Regions from separate parts of the Mus musculus genome. Here all the other regions are linked to region 4. Evidence: chromatin contacts called from public Hi-C data. All regions are on one chromosome and are shown on one strand. Each heading gives the region's core, a stretch centred on a gene start, on an enhancer-like site or on the middle of the called end of the contact. The rest is flanking DNA. Distances are from core to core; before and after follow the strand shown.

Region 1 (2,700 bases), core at 94-2,593, 3.1 Mb before region 4:
CCCACGATCTCGCAACCCCAAATGGTCTCTTGGCCTTCAGAGGGGTCCACCAGGCGTCCCTGATCCTCCCCTGTTCCTCCTAGGACGTCTCCCAGGGTGAACGGACGGTGGACACCTGGACACGTCTATCCTTATCCACCCCGCACTCCCTCTCGGAGTGCGGTCTCACTGAGCATCCGCAAAACTGAAACTGCGATCGCACCAAACTTAGAAACAGAACACAGACATCAGAACACAGACATCAGACCAAAGCAGAACAAAGAATCTTACCTCTAAGTGGGTCTAGGACCTCTGGGTGGTCGCGCTGTTTCCCGGCCAATGCACCAAATGAAAGACCCTCGAAGGGAGACCCTCCCTCAGACACTTAAGTCCCGGGACAGCCGCGTACCCAAGAAGACACTGAGACCATACATAAAATGTAGAAGGTAAGATTTAATAAAGTAGCAACAACATGAAAGCACACAGACCAGAGCTCTGGGGTCGAAATAAAGCAGCAACAGAAAGCACACAGAGCTCTGGGGTCGAAACTCATACACCTTTGCACAGGGTAGAGGAGTCTCGACGGTCAGCCAAAATTTTTCACAGGCTTATATAGTAAAACTCAAAGGGGGAGAACTGGGCAGGGAAAGTACAAGTTTACATCACTAGGGAGTTCTGCCAAAGGAATCTATGTAACTAAGGAGTCATGTCCTATCAAGGAACCTACGTAACTAAGGAGTACCTGGTTCATTTTGAGGTTGTTCCAGGAAGCCTTTATCTCAAAAATGTTTTCTAGATGGGAGGGGGTGGGCTCCGAGGTAAAAAGTTCATGTTCTTACAAGAGGCCAGTAATTTTTCATTCTTCAACACTAACATTCTGTATACAGTTGGATTCTCCGAAAATGCACATCATGGAGCTACAATATGCTCCCTTTGTACTGGGCTATTTGGCTTTTTAAACTTTTCTGGCTCACGCGTGAGAAAGCTAGAACTCCCTCCACCCTGCATCTATGTCGCCTATGAGAACAAAGAATCTCTCTCCTTCAGTAGCCAATGCTACCATCTTCATGTCGTGTGTCTTCCGGCAGAAAGTGTCTTCCCACACTACCTTTAGTAACTACCACAGTGTCTTCCCGTCCGCTAGAGCCTCCTTCCAGGCTCTCCTTCCAGCCCACCTTCAGTGACCTCTCCATAAACTGCCTGTCCCCGCCTTGGTCTCGGCGTGCGAGCGCCGCCCAGAAGCCCGGCGGAAACACACTGCGCATGCCCACTAGTCAGCCCCGCCCGGCTTCCTGTTTGGCCGGCTCCTTTCCGTCCCTGATTCGTCGCCGCTGAGGCCTCAGAGTCTCGCGGTCTTTGCGTTCGCCAGCGGGCGCGAAGCTGTCCGGGTTTCTGTCGGGCGGTGTTTTGTCTCCTCGTTGCCGAGCCCTCGCAGATTCCCGGGACCTCCGGGCCCAGCAGCATGACGTCTGCTTTGGAGAACTACATCAACCGTATCCTCCGGCGGGCTGCTGCGACCGCTCAGGCGGCGGCGGGGGCGGGAGGGAGCACGGGAGGCCCGGAGTGGTGGGCGGTGGGCGGAGGACCCGGGGTCGGGGTTCGTGGAGGGAGCTCCCGGCCGGCCTCGGGGCTTTTTGCACCCACAGCACAGATCTCGGTGTAGTTCGAACTTCTCTGCACACGGCCTTTGATCGTGTGTCCCAACATCCGGAATAAGATGCACTGTTTTCCTAAGAACTCTGCGTTTGCAGGTCCCCCAAGCAGAGATAGCATACAACAGATAGATGCTTCTCAGATTTGGGCTTCAGGTCCCATACCTCTGCTTGAAATCTTGTCATGGTGTTTAGAGAGTGGCGAGTAGCTTTTAAAAGCCCGGTTGAATTTTTTAAGTTAGAATTGCTGTTCTAAAGTCGGGGCAAAACCTAAGACACATAGTTAAATACAGAGAGCTTTTAATGATACAAGAATTATTGGTACTTGATGGCATTAATTATGACAGAGTCTTGGATGAGAAGGTCCTTTACTTGCATAAAGTAATTCAACATTAATTAGCACTCACCTAGTTTTTATTTTAAAGCTTAAGAAATGAGTCTGCCTGACTCAGTGTCATAGGTTGGAAACACTGCTGTTTAAACCAGAGTCAAGCGGTCACATACCCTTCTCCCATGTGATGAACTGTTTTCGAGGTACAATTGAAACAAGTTTAAAAACTTCAGTTTTCTCCCTCAAGAGCAGTGGCAGTGTGGAATCTTGATTCTGTCTCTTCTTTCCTTTTTAAGTAATTGGAACTCTTTCCAGGCTGAAAGTTTTCAGGTTGTATTCTTTAAGAAATACGTTCCTTGACTCGGTTCTCAGGGACTGTGGCTGTTATTACTTCTGATGGCAGAATGATTGTGGTGAGTGACATTTCCGTTTTTCTCTTTCCTTAGGCTTATTGATTGCAAATTTGAGGTAACATTTCTGGCCTAGTGTTCAGGCACCACAGCACACCTAGTTCACTGCTCTTATGATTCACCCATTGATTCATCCATTTAACCTTAGTCTCTTGGCTACCTGTACAGATTCTCTAATCAACCTTGAAGGCCTCTGATCTGAAATGGAGAGCTGTGCAATAGCTGATTGGTTTTCTTCTTGTGTCTCTTCCTTATGCCATTAGAGACCTTAAACGATTTACATATTATGTGTATGCCCCAATAAATTGCTTATCGACGAGGTGATTTA
Region 2 (3,022 bases), core at 433-2,932, 4.3 Mb before region 4:
GTGGGGAAACCCTGAGTCCCAGATACTGTTGAAGAAGGTGCTGTGAACTGGATTGCTGGCATGCCAGAGAAGGCACCTCCATTAAGTTTTATTCTGTGGAGAAAGGGAGAAAGTTCTGACAGTGGAAAGAATGTGGGATGTTGAACAAAATGCCTAGGATTCAGTCGTATTCGAGCTATGTAGCATTGGATAAATTCCTGAGCTTTGGTTTGGACGAACAGTAATACTTACACTTACAATGGCAGGGAGCAATAAATAAAGCAAGGATTTAGGAACTATAAAAGAGGGAACTGATATTGACTTGTAGCTCCTGAGGGGTTTGGTCAGACACTGTTCTTTGTTAACTTGCATGCTGTCTCCACGGGTTTGTCTTCAACTGGACACTTTCAGTTCCCGCACATGTCAGCTTCCTCTTCCTGCTCTCTGCAAACGAACACTTTAGTAAGTCACTTAATGATAGTGTTCTTGGACCCAGATAGCTATTTGAGCTCTTTAGGGTCCTCTTACCTGTCATTTACACACAGCTGTCAGATTGACACCGCTGAGCATGTTCGGTTCATGTCGTGACACTGTCCAAATGCCCTCAAGAGCTTCTCACTTTCTAATTATTGAAGTCTTAACTACTAACTAAACTCTTAGTCCTTGGTAAAAACAAAGTGTGGTTTTCAGACGAGTAGCACTCCTCCTTCCTGGGAGCTTGTAAGAAATATAGATTCTCTGGTTTGCTCAGGCCTGCTGAACTAGCAACTCAATTTTATCAACATTTCCAGCTGCTTCCTGTGTCAGCTTTGACTTCAACCTTCCACCCCCCCCCCTTTTCTTTAACTTGAAGCTTCAGTAGTAGAGTTGCCAGATTTAGCAAATAAAAGTAGGAGACATCCAGTAAAATTTGAAAATAATAAATAATGGTTTTAGAATGCTTTAAATCCTTCATGGGACATTTACCTTAAAAATTGGTTGTATGAAATTGAAATTTCTACTGGATGACCTGTAAGTAGTTTGGACAGCCAGTTCATGAGGGTACAGATCCAAGGCTAACTTAACTTTTTTTTCTTTTTTTTTTACTTTCCAGGAGTACAATGCCTTCCCTAACTCAATGTCTAATTAATAGAGGTGAGCTTAAGAGCATTTTCTTTGGGATTTTTGTTTGTTTGGGTTTTTAAATCTACATTTCTTATTCCTAAGAACTAGCAAAATAGTCTTCCTATCATAAAAGACCAATAAATGTTTTTCGGATGAATAAATGAATATATCAAAAGTAATCTTTCAATTATGGACTGGATTGTGTGTGCCTATTTCAATTAAAACAGTATTTTTCCTAATACTTAAAAATGTTTTAAATTGGTACAGCTTTTCACATTTTAGCTGGCAGCGTTCAGGACTTGGTGGGAACAAAGTCATGGGCTCAGAATGTACTCATCGCCAACCGGGTCCATATGGTCATCGTTGACTAGAGAAGGCACCAGACAGAGCAGGATGACAGAAGATAACCATAGCAATCCCACTTTGGAGGCGCTGCGCACGCGCACAGCGGCGCTCAGGCCGGCGCTCAGGGGGAGGGAGGCGGAGCTCCGGGGGCGCGTGCGCGGCGGCCTAGGCTGAGGAGGCGGAGCTCCCAGGCGTGTGCGCAGTGGCTCGGCTCCCGGGAGGCGGAGCTCCGGGGCGCGTGCGCGGCGGCCTGGGCGGCGGGGCCCCTCCCTTGGCGGGGGCGCGCGGCGCGGAAGACCGCTCGGAAAGGGGGAAGTCAGGTGGCCGCTGCTGCCACCAGCGCCACGGTCTGTCGCCAGAAGGAAGATGGCGGATCTGGAGGAGCAGTTGTCCGATGAGGAGAAGGTAGGTGCCGCGGCGGTGAGGAGCCGGGCGGGCGGGAGGGCGGGAGAGGTGAGTGCCGAGGCGCGAGGGCCGGAGTCTGACCCCGGGCGGGCTCCGGTGGTGGGCCGCACGCCTGCGCTTCCCGAGCGGGGTGCTGCCCGGGCTCCCCGAGGCCGGGCCCCTCCGCTCCTTGTAGGGTGTGTGCTCCGAAAATAGGAAGCGGAGCCCGGCGGCCGCGGGCGGGAGCGGGGGCGGCGGGACCCGGCCCTGGGGGTCCGGGCTCGGGAGCGGCCGACGGCGGAGCGGCGCCGCCTGGCCTGGGGCTTTCGCCGTGAGGCGGGCGGGCGGGGAAGACGGCATAGCCGACCCTCACTTTTTCCTGCAGTTTCTCCTCCCCAACGCGAAGTGCTTCCTGGTTCCCCAGGGTGTTTCCTTCCCTCCGGAGGTCGCCGTCTCCACATCCCGCCCCTTCCCCCCCACCCCCCGCCATCTATTTCTTTTATTAATATTGTCATTACCTTTTTTTTTTTTTTAATTGCTGCTCCCATGTTCCCCGGAAGGCAGTATTGTTCACAAAGACACCCCTCCCTCCCATAGTTATTTTCTGCCCAACTTGGCTGCTTCCCCCTCTTGGGGCAGATTTGGTGACATCCCATCTTCCTGATAGGACCAACTCTGAAGAGGGCGAGCGGGTGCAACTCCTTTTACTGTGTGTTAAATGCTGTGACAGCATTAGGACCAAATGCACGACTCAAGTTCTCACATTTGTGATACGAAATCTGATCATTGAACTAAGGCTCTTGCCCATTTTCTTTGGCGACTGAGGAGACCGCGTACCAAGGGGCAAGTAGTGTGAGGGGGAACGCCATACGTTTTGAGTATTTTCTGGAAAAGACCGGGACGTTTTTTTCAAACTTAGACTTAACTGACATATGAGTGTGCTGCCCTTTGGAAATGTCTGATCTTAGCTTGTTTTTAAGTTCCAAATGAAGTACACCCATGTGGGAAACAGAACTCAGTTCTAGTAGGGTGTTAGAGAAACACTAAGGATATTTTCAGTTGGGACCCTCTCCTTTTATACTGCACCAGAATTAGTGTTCTCTTTCTCTTTGGTTGTTCAGAACTCAGCCTCTTTTATGGTTTTGGAAGTGTTCTGGCTTTCTCGTTTGTGCCCTTGGATGAAATGGTGATAACTTAACAAAATGGGGAC
Region 3 (2,935 bases), core at 417-2,916, 3.9 Mb after region 4:
AAAGAGAACAACAACCAACCAAACCAACCAAACCAACCAAACAAACAAACAAAACAAAAAGCATTCAACTTCTTTTTGGAACACAGAAGTAAGTCAAAATCTATACTTAGGGACAGATTGAGATAGCCCGAGACAGCTCTCTCCAATATCCAAACCTGAACTCTGGGCACAAGACTGTGTCTCCTCTCCTCTTGCCCAGCATAGTTGAGAATTTAAAACAGTTAAGTTTCCTGAACTCACTGACCCTCTATTCTAATTGTTCTGCATTTTATCTCATCATGTCTGAAACAGGCTGTCTAAATTCAAATACCATCTCTGCCATCTATTAGCTATCTGATCTCAGGAAAATTACTTAACCTTTCTGAAATACAGCACCTTTGTCTATATAGGTAAGCTATAAAGCATCAATGTCACAAGTCTTTGTGATAATTAAACAAACTAACATACACACAACACCAAAATGCCATACAACAGAAAAAAAATACTAAATTGTACTGTTCACTTAGCATTAAATGACTATTTTTTCCTAACCTTTCTATCACTAATTCAAATCTTTATCAACTCTTACATTCATTGCTGTCCTTACCTAATTGGATTTTCTCCCTTTAAGCTTTCTATATCCTATATATTCTTTGTACAGGAGGCAGAGGAGGTTCCTCTATATGTCTTTCTCCTGCTAACATCTAGTATGAAATTAACAGTTTTACAACAGCATCCAAATTCTTCAGCATACACGACTGTCAAAAAGGTTAAATACACTGTGTCACACTGAAAGTCTCAGTTTTAATTTCTTAATCTAACATATGAAACCAAAAAGCTATCTCATGTTCACATATCATACTGCTACACATTACTAATTGGAATTAATAATGGTCAGATATATTTATCTTGGACCTTAGAAACGTTTTCCATTGTATCATAAAATAATATGCTCGTTATGTGACTGCTGGAAAACTGTAAACTGATATATTCAGTCTCAGTTGTAACTGTAAAAATAAAAACCAATCTCTTACAAAGATACGAAATATAAAGTATGGGTATTCCTTCTCGGAGGAAAATGTTTTCTGAGTTAACAACCTTCTTAGCTGGATTTCCACTTAGCTTTTGTATTTAAAAAACTTCTAAGATTTTAGATGTTACAATTTCACCAACTTCACCTTGGTATCTTAAAATGTTGGACGTGGGGGCGGGAGATAAGCACGGGTTTTATTCTTTAACCCCTTTGTCAATGAAAATATTGTGTACGCACACTGTACCAAAAAGCTTCCTGATTTCAAAACTGGCATTGGTTGCCTCCTCCCTCAAACTCGTAAATATCCTAAGAGAAACTTGCAATTGATGTTAATCTGTGAACTCTAGGTTGAAACTTCTCAAACTCCTTGCCTGGGCTACTCAATAGCATCGCTGCTTAACGAATAGAGACCAACCGTCCCCAAAACACTCAGCAGCATGAGGGAGGACTTGGATCTGTTCACGTCTCTTCCCGATAGGGATCGGTCAACACTAACAGTACGTGTAACAGCATTTCTGCAAATCTGCACCAAATTTTGCAGTGAAGAGTCCTCGTTATATTTACCCAGGGTCGGCCCGCAGCGAAACCCAAACCTCCCCAAATTCACTCACCAGCAAAACCCGCGGACAACTAAAGTCTGGACCTAGGCGCCTGTGACGTCATGCACGCGCGCGGGCGCGAGCAGCTTAGTTCACGCATGCGTACTCCGCTAGAATTGCAGTGTGGCTGGCCGGGAACTCCCGGGTAAACAAGAAGAGGAAGAAGAGGGCGGAGCCACAGCAAGCTGTGTCTCAGCCACCAAGGCTGCTTGCCCCTCCGCTCCTTGGCTCACGCGGATTTCCGGTTGCCCAAAGGAGACAATCCCCAGCCTGCAGGGCGAGCCGGACCAGTTTAGGATCAGCCATTAAAGGCTAGCCACACAATCCAAAATAAGAGTCTTAAATCCTGTAGCAAGTGAGAACTCTATTCTAAACCAGGCTGGTTCCAGATTCCATTCTGTCGACTGGAAGCCCCTGACGCTAAAGCTTTTATTCTAAGTTAAACATTCAAATACGACTTTTCCAAGGCTATAAATACATGATGGTGATGATGTTATTTGTTTTATAGCACTTTGGTGACATCTGGGGTATTTTCAGGTAAACTGAAGAACCTTGCCATTATTTTCTAAAGCTTTCTTCTCTTTCCCCACTCCCCGTGTTCATAAAATATAAGTGAACCAGGAATAACAACTAAAGTGGAATTCAAGGACTGCCCATTAGAGGAGTATAATAAGGCCCAGATCCATACTGTTAGTCACTTCACACAGTTGTGAAATACTATTTATCCGCTAAGTTTAGCCACTGTATGGATTTTGGATCCTGTGCACTTTGGTTGAGAGCAGGGAACCGGAAGATTCTTCTAACTCCAGCTGAGGTCCTGGAGGCAGCAACTTTGGCAATAAGCAAGCAGGGAATCAGAGAAATTAACAAGAACCATCAACCAAACTGGTGACATACTGGTCAAGAGAACCGTTATTGCTGGTGATAGCTTCATTATAATAACGGGTTAACATTCTTCGGGAGTGGGAGGAACAAACATAAGCATACTTTGAAGCTTATTTCAAGTGGCTTGTGAACAAAGTCCCCCTTTCCCAGGAAGAACAACCCTTTTTCTGAGTGAAATGCACAATTGTTGTTTTACGAATTCCCGGTCTGTTAAATAAGCTGCTGTACTTGTGTTTTTCACAAAGCGTTGCTTTCGCTTCAGAATTAATCCCCCATCTGATCTGTGTCTGACTTCAGACAAAGCCTATACCCAGTTGGTGCCACATTCACTTCCACCACAGTCAAATCCCGTCTATCCTCCTAGTGCATGGTCATGTTCTCCTCATTACTTTCTCTCAGTATTTAAACACATTCTTCTACATTTGAAGTTTACTAGGAG
Region 4 (2,795 bases), core at 228-2,727:
AACTTAATTTGACCCTAAGTTTGATGGTGTCTTGCAGCAAAGTTGCAGAGTCAAATGCTAATATTCTCTAGCAAAACTCGATTTTAACTCCAGCAGTGAAATTTCTCTATATTTATAACCCTGGAAAAGTGAATTCAGAGTTAAAAACCCCAACACAGATGAAATTAGGCACTGTAAACAAACGTGGCTGCTTTTGAACAAAGAGCACAAACAGATAAATAGTTTTAGTACAAAATTTAAATTAAACAGGTGTAGACTAAATATATTTAACATTCAAGTAATAAGAAAATGGCTTTAAAAGAAGACAAAAGAGAATACAAGTATGTCATTGTAAATAAAATTGTAACATAAAAATATTGAGTAGTGAATAAAATGTGTCATACTGATTTATTTTCTTTTGTATGAGAAAGGGTCTTCCATAATCTGGGTTGGCTTCTAATTGCCTATGTTGCCAAAGCTCACACTCCTAATCCTCCTGTCTCAATTCTCCCACTTAGGGGATTACAGGTGTGTGGTGTTATAATCCACCAGATAGTCTAAGAAGGGATCATTTTCCCCAAAACACAGAAGCATTTAGTGTACGAATTTTTATGAAAGGCATTTTTAAGATAGAAACGGGGCGGTGATACACTTGTTATACCACCAGTGAACATTTGCTAGGGTTATTAAAAAAGCCTGCCCAGAACTATAAACATTAACCCAGCTACTTACCCAACATAAATTTAAATCATTGTTAGTATATGCCAGCAATGCATTAAATCACTATAATTTATGGTTGGTTGTTATTTATTCATCTATTTATTTACTTTATTGCGGATGCATTTGAACAGTTGTTTTACAATGAACACAAGATACACCGCAAAACATAACTGGCTACTGAATACTATTTTGGGTGTCTTTTAATTTGGGAAATGCACATTCGCTCCAGTCTCACTATAAATTATCTTAACGTTGCAGGGACACCAATCACTTGTCCCATTTATTTATCAGGAGTGAATAATGAAGATAAATTCCAGCAGCGAGTTCTGTTCTAAACAACCTGAATTTTCCGAACTTAGCCGATTATTCTAGCGTTTGGAATCTTTGCTATTTGCCTAGCACAGCCAGAAATCCATGACTCACAAACGGCGGGCTTAGAATCACCGCCCAGAACAGGTGAAAAGTTGTTCCTAGTTGTGTCAGGCAGGCGCATACAACTCCCGTCATCCCCCATGTAAGAAATCAACAAATAAACAGAGGCACCGCATTTCGGATTCTGGCGTGCCCGTTTCGCGCAGGCGTGTGGTTTCTGTAGTTGCCACTCCAAGAGACACCCTCACTAATGGCCACGCTCGGGGAAAAAGAAGACTACATTTCCCAGAATACCGCGGAGATCCGCACCGGCCGGTTGACGTCATCGCTGCAGACAGCCAATAGCAACGGCGGGCGGCAGTGAGGCAAGCGCCGTCAGGCGCCAAAGTGGAGCCTTTTTTTTTTTCCTTTGCTTTTTTTTTTTTTTTTTTCCTTTGCCGGAGTCGAGCGGGTGCTGCTAGCGGAGGCGCCATATTGGAAGGGACAAAACTCCGGCGACAGCGAGTGACACAAATAAACCCCTGGACCCGTTCGTCCCCGCAACAGTCAGGGCCGCGATGTTGTACCTAGAGGACTATTTGGAAAGTGAGTGCGCGGCGCCGGCGACGCGGCGGGCGGGATCGGCGGCGGGCGGGAGCGCGAGTGGCCGGGCGGGCGGGATGGCGGGAGGGAGGGGGAGCGGGGGATGTTTCTTTCTCACGGTAACTGGCAGCCTCGTTGTGAGCCGCCCCCCCTCCCGTACGCACGCACGCACGCACGCACACACGCGTGACGCCAGCGCGTCCCTTCGCCGTTGGCCCCGCCCTCTGACGGACTGTGCCTTTGACAGTGATTGAGCAGCTTCCGATGGACCTACGGGACCGCTTCACGGAGATGCGCGAGATGGATCTGCAGGTGCAGAGTAAGTGGCGCGTCTCCACGGCCCCGCGCAGCCCCGGCCTCCCTCGGGCATCGCCTGGCGGGTCCTCCGCGCTACTTTTTTCAGGCTGTGACAAGGAGGCGGCGGGCACACCGTACCGTTAACACGCGGGGCACAGCAAACACAGTTGTTTGTGTACTGCATGGAGATGACGACACTGCACCGCAGTGGAAACTCGCGTGATTTTCAGAAGGTTTGCACCCGAGCCTGGATGTGGAAACTTGGAGTTCTGCATTCAGACTTAAAAGTTCATTACATTCCGAATTTCTCCAGAGCAAAGACATAGAAGGGCAGGCTAGGGACCCTAGTGAACTCGGAAGGCCGAACTTTGACAAGTTGCATATTAATGGAAGACACTTAGAGCTGTGAACAGCGTGGACACTTTCTCAGCCAGAAATGAGTGAGAGAGATCAGATTTTAAGGAAATCACCCGCTTGCTCTTTAGAAAACTGTAGACGTTTGATAGGCTTCCCTACTGGTTTCTTGTTTTGTAAACACAACCACGTCATTCAGGCTGGTCTCACACTCAATATGTATAATAATCCTAGGCTTGCTCTAATCTCCTCATCTTCCTGCTTCTGTCTGCCTAGTGCTTGGCTTTTCAGGCATTGCTAGCATTGATTTTTTTTTCTGTCAGTGCTTGGCAGCTTTATATGTGACTTATTTCCAAAATGAACCTTGTTCTTTTGAAAAAGCCAGACTGGAAGAGGCTCAAAGGTAACTTGAGTTTGCTAAGGGCTTGTTCTCTTCATTCATGAGCCTCTGCCGCCCCTGCCCCTCATTTCTGTACCTTTTGTCCCTGACT

Evidence for each region. A called contact is a pair of places that touch in the nucleus more often than the background predicts.
Region 1: a contact with region 4 is called in a Hi-C map of CD4 T cells, with 9 times the contacts expected there. The contact joins the promoter of Lsm8 here to the promoter of Ing3 in region 4. A contact is called at or near these places in 2 of 39 promoter capture datasets (cranial neural crest and pre-B cells) and 1 of 484 Hi-C or Micro-C datasets (CD4 T cells).
Region 2: a Hi-C map of CD8 T cells shows a contact between it and region 4, with 4 times the contacts expected there. The contact joins the promoter of Capza2 here to the promoter of Ing3 in region 4. A contact is called at or near these places in 2 of 39 promoter capture datasets (frontonasal cranial neural crest and pre-B cells) and 4 of 484 Hi-C or Micro-C datasets (CD4 T cells, CD8 T cells and rod photoreceptor).
Region 3: a contact with region 4 is called in a Hi-C map of rod photoreceptor, with 6 times the contacts expected there. The contact joins the promoter of Pot1a here to the promoter of Ing3 in region 4. A contact is called at or near these places in 1 of 39 promoter capture datasets (pre-B cells) and 3 of 484 Hi-C or Micro-C datasets (CD4 T cells, CD8 T cells and rod photoreceptor).

The regions. Positions count from the first base shown.
Region 1 is chr6:18,847,292-18,849,991 of GRCm38.p6, forward strand. Lsm8 (LSM8 homolog, U6 small nuclear RNA associated) reads left to right here and starts at 1,344. Exons shown (of 4, transcript NM_133939.1): 1 at 1,344-1,472; 2 at 2,335-2,375. The coding sequence starts at 1,442.
Region 2 is chr6:17,635,328-17,638,349 of GRCm38.p6, forward strand. Capza2 (capping protein (actin filament) muscle Z-line, alpha 2) reads left to right here and starts at 1,683. Exons shown (of 10, transcript NM_007604.3): 1 at 1,683-1,833. The coding sequence starts at 1,795.
Region 3 is chr6:25,807,552-25,810,486 of GRCm38.p6, forward strand. Pot1a (protection of telomeres 1A) reads right to left here and starts at 1,667. Exons shown (of 18, transcript NM_133931.5): 1 at 1,624-1,667.
Region 4 is chr6:21,948,138-21,950,932 of GRCm38.p6, forward strand. Ing3 (inhibitor of growth family, member 3) reads left to right here and starts at 1,478. Exons shown (of 12, transcript NM_023626.4): 1 at 1,478-1,656; 2 at 1,901-1,972. The coding sequence starts at 1,629.